Linked DNA regions of Mus musculus: region 1 is linked to region 2. The links are chromatin contacts, called in public Micro-C maps. All regions are on one chromosome and are shown on one strand. Each heading gives the region's core, a stretch centred on a gene start, on an enhancer-like site or on the middle of the called end of the contact. The rest is flanking DNA. Distances are from core to core; before and after follow the strand shown.

The links. Hi-C and Micro-C count contacts between places; a contact is called where the count stands out from the background.
Region 1: a Micro-C map of the G1E-ER4 cell line shows a contact between it and region 2, with 3 times the contacts expected there. The contact joins the enhancer-like site here to the promoter of Pheta1 in region 2. A contact is called at or near these places in 1 of 39 promoter capture datasets (liver), 1 of 484 Hi-C or Micro-C datasets (the G1E-ER4 cell line), 5 of 115 datasets of contacts at active chromatin or transcription factors (acute myeloid leukemia, embryonic basal ganglia, embryonic forebrain and 2 more) and 2 of 9 other capture datasets (adipose tissue and liver).

What each region holds. Positions count from the first base shown.
Region 1 is chr5:122,175,784-122,181,406 of GRCm38.p6, reverse strand. No RefSeq gene overlaps it. Among named protein-coding and RNA genes, the nearest start is that of Gm52787, 17 kb to the left of the region's middle. Within about 2 kb of position 1,561, at least 37 of the 459 cell types and tissues checked have an H3K27ac peak or open chromatin away from gene starts, as enhancers often do. A contact at or near this core is called in the G1E-ER4 cell line, where this site is marked.
Region 2 is chr5:121,846,035-121,851,998 of GRCm38.p6, reverse strand. Pheta1 (PH domain containing endocytic trafficking adaptor 1) reads right to left here and starts at 3,002. Exons shown (of 4, transcript NM_175474.4): 1 at 2,875-3,002; 2 at 1,453-1,529; 3 at 720-831.

The DNA of each region.
Region 1 (5,623 bases), core at 312-2,811, 330 kb before region 2:
GGGGCAGCAAACAGCTGTCTGTAAGTACAACTCCAGGGATCCAGAGCGGTCTTCTGGCCTCTCTTGGCGTCTGTACACTTCTGGGCATATCCAGACAGACATAGCCACAATTTCAACATAGTAAAAATAAACCTTAAAAGAGGGAGGACTAGAGACATGGCTCAATGGTCAAAAGCACTTACCGCTCTCCCAGAGGAACCAAGTTCAGTTCCCAGCATGCATGTCGAGTGGTTCACAACCACCTATTATAACTCCAGCTCCAGGGGATGCGATGCCTCTGCAGCCCCTGCACTCTTGTGCCCACAAGTCCACCCCATGTACACATACTTGGAAATGGTAAAAATCTTCTTCAAAAGCCTTCAAAGATAAAACGCAGCGTCCACAAAATTGTAGTGAGAATTCTGGTTTTCTTTAAAAGCCGTTATGTTGTGTGAACATGTTTTTGTTCTAATCCCAGGTGTGGGGTGCGAGGCTACTTCACAGCAGGTGATTATGATCTGCCTCGCACACTAGCAGGGGGGTGATCTTTGCCAGCTGCAGGTGGTTTATGTTTGGAATTTTGGGGACTCTGGAGAGGGAATAAATATGAGTCTAGAGAGGGGTGTTTGGAAGGAGGCAGCTGCTTCCCCCTTCTGCTCCTGGTTGCTGTTGCTAAGGTTTGTCAAGTGTTCATGCACAGAGAGACAAGTTAGAGATATCGTGACGATGAAGATTGGACTTACCCCAAGGAACTCATCACCCCTAATCGGAAGGACATAATCTAAAGAGATCTACGCCTCCTTTCTCCTCTAACCTTCATTCTCTCCTATCTACTACTGAGGGTGGGGGGGATTGGAAAGGATTAGGGTGGAATAAGGGTTGGAAGGGGGGTAGAAGTATAAAATTCCCAATAAAATGGATTAAAAAAATATGCCAACACAAAACACTAAAATACACCTTATACGTGTGCATGGGAGATATAGTTAAGATACACATACACAAGCCGGGTGTGATGGTGCACGCCTTTAATCCCAGCACTCGGGAGGCAGAGGCAGGGAGATTTCTGAGTTCGAGGCTAGCCTGGTCTACAGAGTGAGTTCCAGGACAGCCAGGGCTATACAGAGAAACAAACAACAACAAAAAAGATACACATACACACCTGACAGCACAACTGAAACCCATCCAAGTCGGGCTCCCAGCTACATCCACCCACCCCAGACGTTGGTGCCCGCATCTTCCCACTGCACAGCTGCAAACCCCTCTGACTGGGGCGTGGGAGTGGGGGTAGGGGTTGGGGTGGGGGTGGGGTGGACGGAAACTCCAGGCTATCAATTCCAACTCTCTTAATCTCCAACATTGACACCAGGCACCAGAGGGAAGCTATGTGGTTCTGTGAGTCGAAGGAGGGAAATCCATGCTTCGCAGCAGCAAGTGACTTGGCGTTCAGACCCAGAATCTCACTTCCTCAGGGAGGAGCCCCTCCAGCCCACCTGCTGTCCCTGCCTCAGGACTGTGGTAACAGAAAGGCTGGGAAAGCCAAGCCGCCAGGCTGTCCAAGAACATAATGACTAGGCTTACTCACTCACCAGCCCTGAACAACAATGTGTGGGCTGGCCCTCACGGTGTACACAGTATCTGCCACTGTGTTAATTGGATGGCCCGGAGAGAAAAGGAGGAAGTGTTTTTAAATGGCACCTTCAATTGCTTCCAGATTATATCTTGGCTAAGTGACTATTAAAATTAGTACCTGTCCCAGGAGCAGCGTCACACACCTTCAATACTGGGGTGGGGGGGGGGGGGGGAAGAGGCAGGAGGATCACATGCCGGAAGCCAGTCTGATCTGTAGAGTGAGCTCCAAGCTAGCCAAAGCTACACTGTAGACTGTCTCAAAGCCAGGGCCACTGGCTCAGTTGGGTGAAGGGCTTGTTCTTCAAGCTTGGAGACCTGAGTTTGCCCCTAAGAACCCACTCAAAGATGGATGCAGAGAATGCAGTAGTGAATAGACCAACATGGATTGTCCTGACCCTCCACACACTACCTGTGAACCCACATTAAACACACACACACACACACACACACACACAATTTTCTAAGTATCAGGTCATAAGTCAGGGAACTGGTTTTGGATACCAGGTCGAATTTAATTAAGGTTTTAGTTACTCACCCACCCGCTACCCTGTGTTAGGGTCTCAGAATTTCCCATTCAACAGCTGACATCTTCTCAGTTGTTCCTTGCTAGGTGGTTCAGATTTTCTTCCTGCCATCGATACCAGCAACAAGAGAACCTGCCGACCTTCCTCCTCAAGCCCTGGACATTAAGTTCTACATGGTAGCTCCGGGAGACTCCCAGAAGCACCTGTCTGCACCCACAGAACCACTTTCAATATTCTGCAGGCCCTCTATTTTAAGAAACATTCTTTAGCTTTGAGACAGGGTCTCACTCTGTAGACCAGGCTGGTCTAGAACTCATGGAAATCTGCTGCCTCTGCCTCCCAAGTGCTGGGTAGGATTATATATATGCCTGGCAATTTATTATTTTTTTTTTACTTTTTAGGCATGCATGCTGATGCTGGAAGAGGTGTCGGTCCCTCTCTGGAGCTGTAGCTATGGAGTTGAGACCCCTGACGGGGTGTTGGATACGGAACTAGTCTCTGCTAGAGCAGCCATGCTCTCCAGCCTCAGTGTCTCTAATTTCTTGGTTTTAGACAGGGTCTATGCAGCTCTGGTTGAGTCTGGAGCAGTTATGTGGCCTGTGAACAGAGATCTGCTCAACTGCCTCCAGTGTTGGGATTAAAAGCATGCATCTGTAATATTTTTAGATTATGTGTATGGGTGGGTTTAACATAAATGTCATGTGTGGGTGTTTTTTGAATATCGGGTGCCCTGAAACTGGAGTTACAGCTGTGAATAGGTGGTACTTTTAACTGATGAGACCCCCTCTTTTCAGCCCCATCTTTAAATTCCCAAGATCTCATTTAGCTCAAGATAAAGGTTCTTGAATTCATCTAAGTGTTTTATTTTATTTATTTTTTTTATTTTCCGAGACAGGGTTTCTCTGTATAGCCCTGGCTGTCCTGGAACTCACTTTGTAGACCAGGCTGGCCTCAAACTCAGAAATCCACCTGCCTCTGCCTCCCAAGTGCTGGGATTAAAGGCGTGTGCCACCATGCCCGGCGTTAGTTAGTGTTTTATTAAGACCTTTTTATCAAACACTCTCATCCATAACAGGGTTTTTTTTTTTTTTTTGTATGCAAACACAGGTGGTCTTTTTTTTTTTTTAAATGTATTTATTATTATATTAAGTATACTGTAGAGGGCATCAGATCTCGTTACAGATGGTTGTGAGCCACCATGTGGTTGCTGGGATTTGAACTCGGGACCTTCGGAAGAGCAGTCGGCGCTCTTAACCACTGAGCTATCTCGCCAGCTCCCACACAGGTGGTCTTGGTGGAGCAGAGGATTCAGGTGTGGTTCATCTTTGCCATCATGCCCAGATTTAAATTTTCTTTTCCTTTTTGGCTTGAACCTTACCTCTCCCCAGCTGCTTTGGGCTTCTTGATCATCAAACTTTTTCCTTAAGGTCTTACCAAACACATTAACATTAATACTTAACGGATATAAATCAAATTCTCTCATGGACAACACGTACCTATAGTTGAAGATACTTAGAATGCTGAAGCTGTTGTCCAGCATTCACAGTCCAGCAACACATGATGGATTCTTTTCAGTTCAGCTTTGGGCAGAGGTGGCAGCCTGGGAGGTCCTTCCTGGGAACTAGTGGGAAATGACCTGTGCTGTGTCTCGTTTTCTATAAAGCAACCCCACTGGCTTGGACCAGGAGTCTTCGGTTTCTCTCTGGATGATGCTGCCAGAGTGCACGGTATGTGTGGCCTTGTGAGCAGTCTTGAGTTAATCCTGCCAGGGAATATTCTAGCTGTTCTGTGGGCCCGGGGCAGGAAGCTAGGCTGGTATGCACCAAGACTGCACATCTGGTAAGCAGAACTGAGCTCAGCTAAGTTCCTCTAGGTCACCAAGTGGGTAAAAAATTAATTTCAGGGCTGGAGAGATGGCTCAGTGATTAAGAACACCGACTGCTCTTCCAAAGGTTCTGAGTTCAAATCCCAGGAACCACATAGTGGCTCACAACCATCCAATCATGAGAGCTGACACCCTCTTCTGGTGTGTCTAAAGACAGCTACAGTGTACTTAGATATAATAATAAATAAATCTTTTTTAAAAAATGAATTTCAACTATTTTCTGATTCAAGGCCACCAGCATCTCAAACCGAGCCTTTTTTCTTTTTTTTTTTTTTTAAGATTTATTTATTTATTATATGTAAGTACACTGTAGCTGTCTTCAGACACTCCAGAAGAGGGCGTCAGATCTTGTTACAGATGGTTGTGAGCCACCATGTGGTTGCTGGGATTTGAACTCTGGACCTTCGGAAGAGCAGTCGGGTGCTCTTATCCACTGAGCCATCTCACCAGCCCCGAGCCTTTTCTTTTGATTAAAAATTTAAAAATGTTGAGCCAGGCTTGGTGGCGCACGCCTTTAATCCCAGCACTCGGGAGGCAGAGGCAGGCAGATTTCTGAGTTCGAGGTTAGCCTGGTCTACAAAGTGAGTTCCAGGACAGCCAGGGCTATACAGAGAAACCCTGTCTCAAAAAAAGAAAAAAAGAAAAACCAAAAAAGAAAAAAAAATTTTTTTCAATGTTCCTGTGTGTAGAACCCCAAAGGCCACAAGAGGGCACTGGACCCTTGGAGCCTGAGCTACAGGGAGCTGTGCACCCCACCCTGCAGTGGGCCTAACTGCCCTGTGCTCCTCACTTTCCATTCCCCAGACATGTCTTCAGAAGCCTGGCCTCTGCCTTCTTCCTTCCAATCCATCCCACACGGACTCTACAGTCCACCCCCTCCCATGTCTCCCAAGCTAACCCAACAATGCCAATGATTCTCAGCTTGTCCTTATCCACCACCAAGTATCAGATGACAGATGGACTTCTTTCAGCCACCTGGGCTGGCCCCAACCAGGACACCCTTTCTTCCTGGATTAGCACTTGTCCCTTGGCCCCCAGTTTCACCTGTTACATAGGTGTGTGCTGTTTTTTTTTTTGGGGGGGGGGGCGGGGGGCTATACATGTATGGTACATTCATTCACATGTTTACTGTGAATATGAACAGAATGGTGGACTGTCTCACACCAGTTTCTACAAGTTTTGACACTCATTACTTCTAATACCAGGAAGCACCGTGTCCTCCCTCTGTGGTTTGGTTTGGTTTTTTTTTTTTTTTTTTTTTTTTTGGTTTTTTGTTTTTTGGAGACAGGGTTTTTCTGTGTTGCCCTGGCTGTCCTGGAACTCAGAAAGCCGCCTGCCTCTGCCTCCCGAGTGCTGGGATTAAAGACGTGCGCCACCACGCCTGGCTCCTCTGTGTCTTTTTATGTTGGTGTCAGGAAGACTTGCTCAGATGATGAGCTCAGAGGAGCACAGGCTGGTGTAACTCAGCAGAGACGCCCCATACACTCCTAACTGGGACTTGCTGTGGCTCTGCCATTCACCCAGCTAGCGAGCCAGAACCTGAGAGAAACGAGGCACTCCCTAGGTTACAAGTTACAAGGGTGCATGCAGACAGAGGAGGAAGCCT
Region 2 (5,964 bases), core at 1,753-4,252:
AGAGGAGGGCAGGAGTGGAGGAAACCCCAGAGTACCGGAGCAACTGTTGGAAAATAACCTAGATAAAATGCAGGCTCAGCCCAGACTGTCAGGGCGGAAGGGACAGGGCGCCCTAACATAGACCTCCCGAAAAGTACACACTGGGGCAGCAGCGGGCAGTAGGGCCTGTCGGGGAGTGGCACGTGGGTTACCAGTGTGGCCACTTGGAGGAGGCAGGCCCTGCACCCGTAGGGTCCCCGTCACAGCCTTGCTTCGTGCAGATGGCTGGCATACTTTTGAAGAGCCTGGAATGTCTGTAGCAGGCACCCCACTAACACCCAGCCCCTCTGCCTGTGCCGTGCTTTACCCTTGGTCTGCAGGGATGAGGTCAGGGTGGTGGCTCTGTAGGGCCAGGCTGCGCCACCTGACCTGGGTGGAGAGAGAAACTGCTGCCAGACAAATACTTAATTTTTGCCACCTCATGCCACCCACGTTACAGTTGGGGACAGCTTCCTGCCAGATCAGAGGCCAAGACTTGTTTGGCCCAGAGCATTGGGGCTGGGGCCTCGGGGTCCTGAAGGCTCAGGTGAGTTTAATCCCTGCTTTGCCTCTGGCTGCTGTGTAGCTTTTTATGCCAGCTGCACCTCTCTGTGCCTCTGTTTTTCTCTGCACAAGGGACTCACACACCCCTCCCAAATCAATTGCACGAGACTGACAGGCCTACTTCTCCCAGAACCTACCACAGGCTGCCCACCCAGTTCTGCTCAATCACTTTGAAGGTCAGCTCACAGTCTCCAGGCTGGGTCACTTCAGGGGCACACAGTCAGTCTCTCTGGACCTCTAGCTCTTCATCTATAATGTAAGAGCAAAATTATCCACGTCAAGGTTATGACAATGAGACAGAACACAGGGAACCAGGGCCTCTGGCCATGGCAGCAGGTGACGGTGTACTCGGCTTCCTTCTAGTCCATCCTGCTTCAGCAAGTGGCCCCTGCTGTCTCTCTCACCCCCACATCTAATCACTGAGGCCAGGTGATCCTCCCACCCCTGGCTGTCTTCTAACACATAGCTTGTTTAGCTCCCATTTCAAGATCCCCACCTAAGTTTGCTGGAGGCACCGCAGGCACCCTCCCCAGCTGCCTCCACCTTTGCCCCTTCCTATCTGGCCGCCTCAAGGTAAGATCACCTCCCTAGGGCCCTCCCCTGGGACCACAGCGGGACTCTTCCCTCCTGTGACTTGTACCTGATGCTTAGCCCAGCCCAAACCCCCAATCTCAGCTCCTTCCCCAACCTCTGCCCGCCTTTGTCAGCCTTTGTCAGCCTTTGTCAGCGGGCCTCAGCCACCTGGCTACCTTGCTCAAAGGCAACAAACATTTTCTTCCCTGAGGTGCCTTTCCCTACCACAAGGCGGGCTTTGCCGTTGCCTAGGAGGAAGCATCCTCTGACCGAAACAGACCACCAGCTGGGGATTACCTGCGTCAGTCCAGAGAGGGGGTGTGGGGGCTTCTGTCTGGCTTTGAGTGTCCAGTGTGTAGCCTGTGCTGGGGAGCCTACACGGCAAAGCAAACCTTTGTCAACGTGAGGACTGTGACAAGGGGTCATGCCTAATCGCACACTTATAGATGTGGGAAAAAATGACCTGGCCAAAGAACAGAGCTCCACACAAACAGCCCCATGGGGCAGAAACCTTGGGGTCCTTCTTCCCCACCAAGACTGACAATATTACCTGGTGCCCATCAGCCATCCTCCCCCAACTGCCCAGATGGGGGCACCCTGGCCAAGGTCACCAGCAGACAGAAGGCCCAGCCAGGTCCCTAGCCCTTGCCTGCTCTGGCTCGGCAAACAAGCAGGCTCTAGCTTCCCCTTGGAGGGAGGGAGTGCTCCCTGCTATTCAACCGTCTCTGCTCTGTTCAGGTTCAAAGTCTGCTGAGGGCTCCGAGCTACAAGCAACAGGGTCTAAGCACGATGCTTTAGGGACCAAATTCTTGTCTGGGCTGGCCCAGGCCGGAAGCCCAGTTACCAACACTTCCCAGACCTCAGTTTGCCTCAATGGGCTTCATGGAGGCACCGATGAGCTAAACTAAGGACAGCCTGTGACAAACTATAGGGGGAAAGTATTCTAAAGCAGGCGAAGGCACCCAATGTGGCGCTCACACCTGTCATTCCAGCACTTGGAAGGCAGACAAAAAACGCCACACATGCCAGGTATAGTGGTGCACACCTTTGATCCCAGCCCTCGCGATGCAAAGATAGGTGGATCTATCTGTGAGGCTAGCCTGTTCTGCATTATTGAGTTCCAGGCCAGCCAAGGGTACACATTAAGCTTCTGTCTCATTTAACAACAAAACCGGCCGGGCGCGGTGGCGCACGCCTTTAATCCCAGCACTGGGGAGGCAGAGGCAGGCGGATTTCTGAGTCCGAGGCCAGCCTGGTCTACAAAGTGAGTCAGGGCTACACAGAGAAACCCTGTGTCGAAAAACCAAAACAAAAAACAAAAAAACAACAACAAACCCCACCAAAAACAAAACAAAATAAAACAGTTTAGCGGATAAAGACGCTGGCTGTCAAGCTTTCTGACCCGAGTTTGATCCCCAGAAACCAAGTAGAAGAAGGAAAGCCCGGACTCCCCCCAAGTTGTCTTCTGACCTCCACACACGCACACGTAAACAAAAGTAAATACATAAAAAATTAAGACAAGTGATGAGTCCTCCATTCGTGGGGTCACAGCTGGCCCCGCGGCTAGGACTCGAGGGAAACGGAGGCAGGGCATCACCACCGCGGAACCTCAAGCCCCCGTGGTGCGCCGGCCGGGCCGCGATGGAGGCCGCGGGCGGGTCCCGGGCGACAGCCGCGCGGCTGCCGACCCCGTCGCGGTCCCGTCCCGCCCGGCTTTACCTGGCTCTGGGACCGGCGCGACGGTCTGTCCTGCCCATGGCCCGGAACAGCTCGGGGGCCGGCGACGACAGGGCCCTTTGTCTCCCGGAGGCCGAGTGGCGGCGACCCGCGGGCGCCCCTTTAACCCTGAGCGGCCCGCCCAGGAGGGGGAACGCCTCCGAGCCACACGCGCCTGCCCATTGGTCAGCCCTGCAAGGTCCCGCCCCCGAATTTACCACGCCCCCACACGCGCGCCTGAAAAATCCCTCTTAAAGGGACCGTGCCAGGGTCGGGAGTTCCCAGAATTCGGTCCCGGAGCAACCTGGCGAGACGGCTCAACGGCGCTTGTCGCCAAGCCTGGGGAAATATAACGTGAAAGATGCCAGGGAACCGCCTCCCACCAGTTGCTCAAGGTACACACAGGATATCTAGTGAGTCCGAGACCATCCTGGCCTCGAAAACAAAAAATAAATAAATAAATAAAGAAAGAAAGAAAGAAAGAAAGAAAAGAAAAAAGAAAACGTTCAACCCACAGCGTTTCCAGAGAAAATCAACACAAGTCTGTTTTAAAACGCAGAGGATACCGAGCCATCCAAACACTTGCCTAAATTAAGAGAGAGTTCTAGAAGTGAGCAGAGGTAGAGGCCCACCGACCCACTGCACCCCTGCGTGACCTCCCAGGAGTCGCTGGGATTCTATGCAAAATATAAAGACAAGCGTGGTGTTTACAGGGTGTGGCTCAACTACAGGCGCTCCCAGTAAGTAGGAATGGCCGGGGTTTCCCCTCTCCCCAAAAATCACACAGACCCACCTCCCAGAATCCTTCACTTCCTTTTCTTCCTGCCTCCTCCTCACTTCCTTCTACTTTCCTGTCCGGGGTCCTCCTAGCCGGAGGACAAGAGCGAAACAGGACAGACCAGGATCCCAGGCTTCATTCCACCGAGTCTCACTAGCGCCTACAGTGGTGCAGACTGATCCAGAGAGAAACAGCTCGGAGTCAATCAAAAAACAGTTCTAACAGGGCTTGGTGAGAGGCAGAGAATAGGCGACAGCCGCCGGGAGTGCGGGGCTGAGACAAACCAACGCTCAGGAATGGCCACTGAGGGGCAGCGACCTAGCCCACTGGAGACCTGCAGGAAGGGTGTCCCGGATGGAGGAAACCGCAAGTCCAAAGGCACAGAGAAGCGCAGAGAGCAAGTGGAGGAAGAAGTTACGTGTTGGAAGGCTTTTAGGAAGCCTTATTGCATAGGACCCTGTGAACTTTGGGAAATCTTTGTTTTCAGGTGTGCTTGGGAGCACGTGTAATTTCAGGCCTTGGTAGGGAGTGGTAAGAGGACATCTGGAAAGCTATATATATATATATATATATATATATATACACATATATACATATACACGCAATATTTTATATTATATATTATATACATATATAGCTATATAGCAAGATTGTGCCTCAATATAATAAAATATTTATTACTTATAATTAATAAGTATTAAATAAATCATTAATTTATTAGATAAACTAATTAATTTACTAGATAAATTAATTAGTACACTAGGTTGGTCTTGAACTCACAGAGAGCCTCTTGTCTGCCTCCCAATTTGGGGGATTTATTTCCCGCACTATGATGCCTTGCCTGTGGAGGGTTTTGAGGAGAGATGCGATCTCTAGAGGGCTGTAGGACAAGAGGGAAGGCCAGGAGGCCAAGCGGAAGCCTACTGTAGTGGTCTGAGCAAGTCTTGATGACAGTGTACTGGCTGGTTTTGTGTATCAACTTGACACAGCTGGAGTTATCACAGAGAAAGGAGCTTCAATTGAGGAAATGCCTCCATGAGATCCAACTGTAAGGCATTTTCTCAATTAGTGATCAAGGGGAAAAGGCCCCTTGTGGGTGGTGCCAGCTCTGGGCTGGCAGTCTTGGGTTCTATAAGAAAGCAGGCTGAGCAAGCCAGGGGAAGCCAGCCAGTAAGTAACATCCCTTCATGGCCTCTGTATCAGCTCCTGCTTTCTGACCTGCTTGAGTTCCAGTCCTGACTTCCTTGGTGATGAACAGCAGTATGGAAGTGTAAGCCGAATAAACCCTTTCCTCCCCAACTTGCTTCTTGGTCATGATGTTTGTGCAGGAATAGAAACCCTGACTAAGACAGACAGCTTGGAGGAGAGAGTAGGGGAGTAGTATGGAGCTGGCAAACTTGGTGCCTGTTTTTAAGATCTATGCCCTCTGTGTAGCCCTGGCTGTTCTGCCTCAACTTTATGAACCAGACTGGCCTCCAACTCACAGAGACTTGCTTGCCTCTGCCTCCAGAGTGCTGGGATTAAAGGTGTGCGTACCACTACTCAGCTATTTTTTTGTTTTGTTTTGTTTTGAGTTTTTCGAGACAGGGTTTCTCTGTGTAGCTCTGGCTGACCTGGAACTCACTCTGTAGACCAGGCTGGCCTCGAGCTCAGAAATCCACCTGCCTCTGTCTCCCAAATGCTGGGATTAAGGGCGTGTGCCACCACCGCCGGCTTATTTTTGTTTTTTTAATCGAAGTGAAATTCACTTGAAAAATCAATTTCAGAGCAACCGACTTGACTGTGTTTGATGCGCTCCCAATGTTACCAAGCAACTACCTTTGTCTGGTTGTGGGCAGGTTCGTTTGTTTGTTAAGGTGGGACCTCGGTATATCACTCAGACTGGAATTGGATTCGCTATGCTCCTGCCCGTATCCCAAGTGCTAGAATCCCAAGTCAAGCATGACCTTGCCCAGCTAGGAAACATTATTATTATCTTGGAAGAAGATCCCAGGGCTGGGGCTGGCTAGCTCAGTGGTACAGTACCTGTCTAGCGTGTGTGAGGTCCCAGCTTCAATTCCCAGCACCGCACCGTCAAAAACGGGAGACTCAGTCCCCACACCCCAGGCTAGATAACCTCAGACAGCTTTGCATCTCTGTGGATTCCACAATCAAGCGCACCGAATCCACGTTGCCCGTTCCTGCCAGAGTTCCCTCTCCAGGGCTCAAGGCTAGGTCTTGCTGCAGTTGGCATTCTATCCTTCTCCTGTCTGAGTAAGGTTCCATCCTTGACCCAGAATGCATCTTCCTTCTCTGCCCCTCCACCTTCGTGTAAC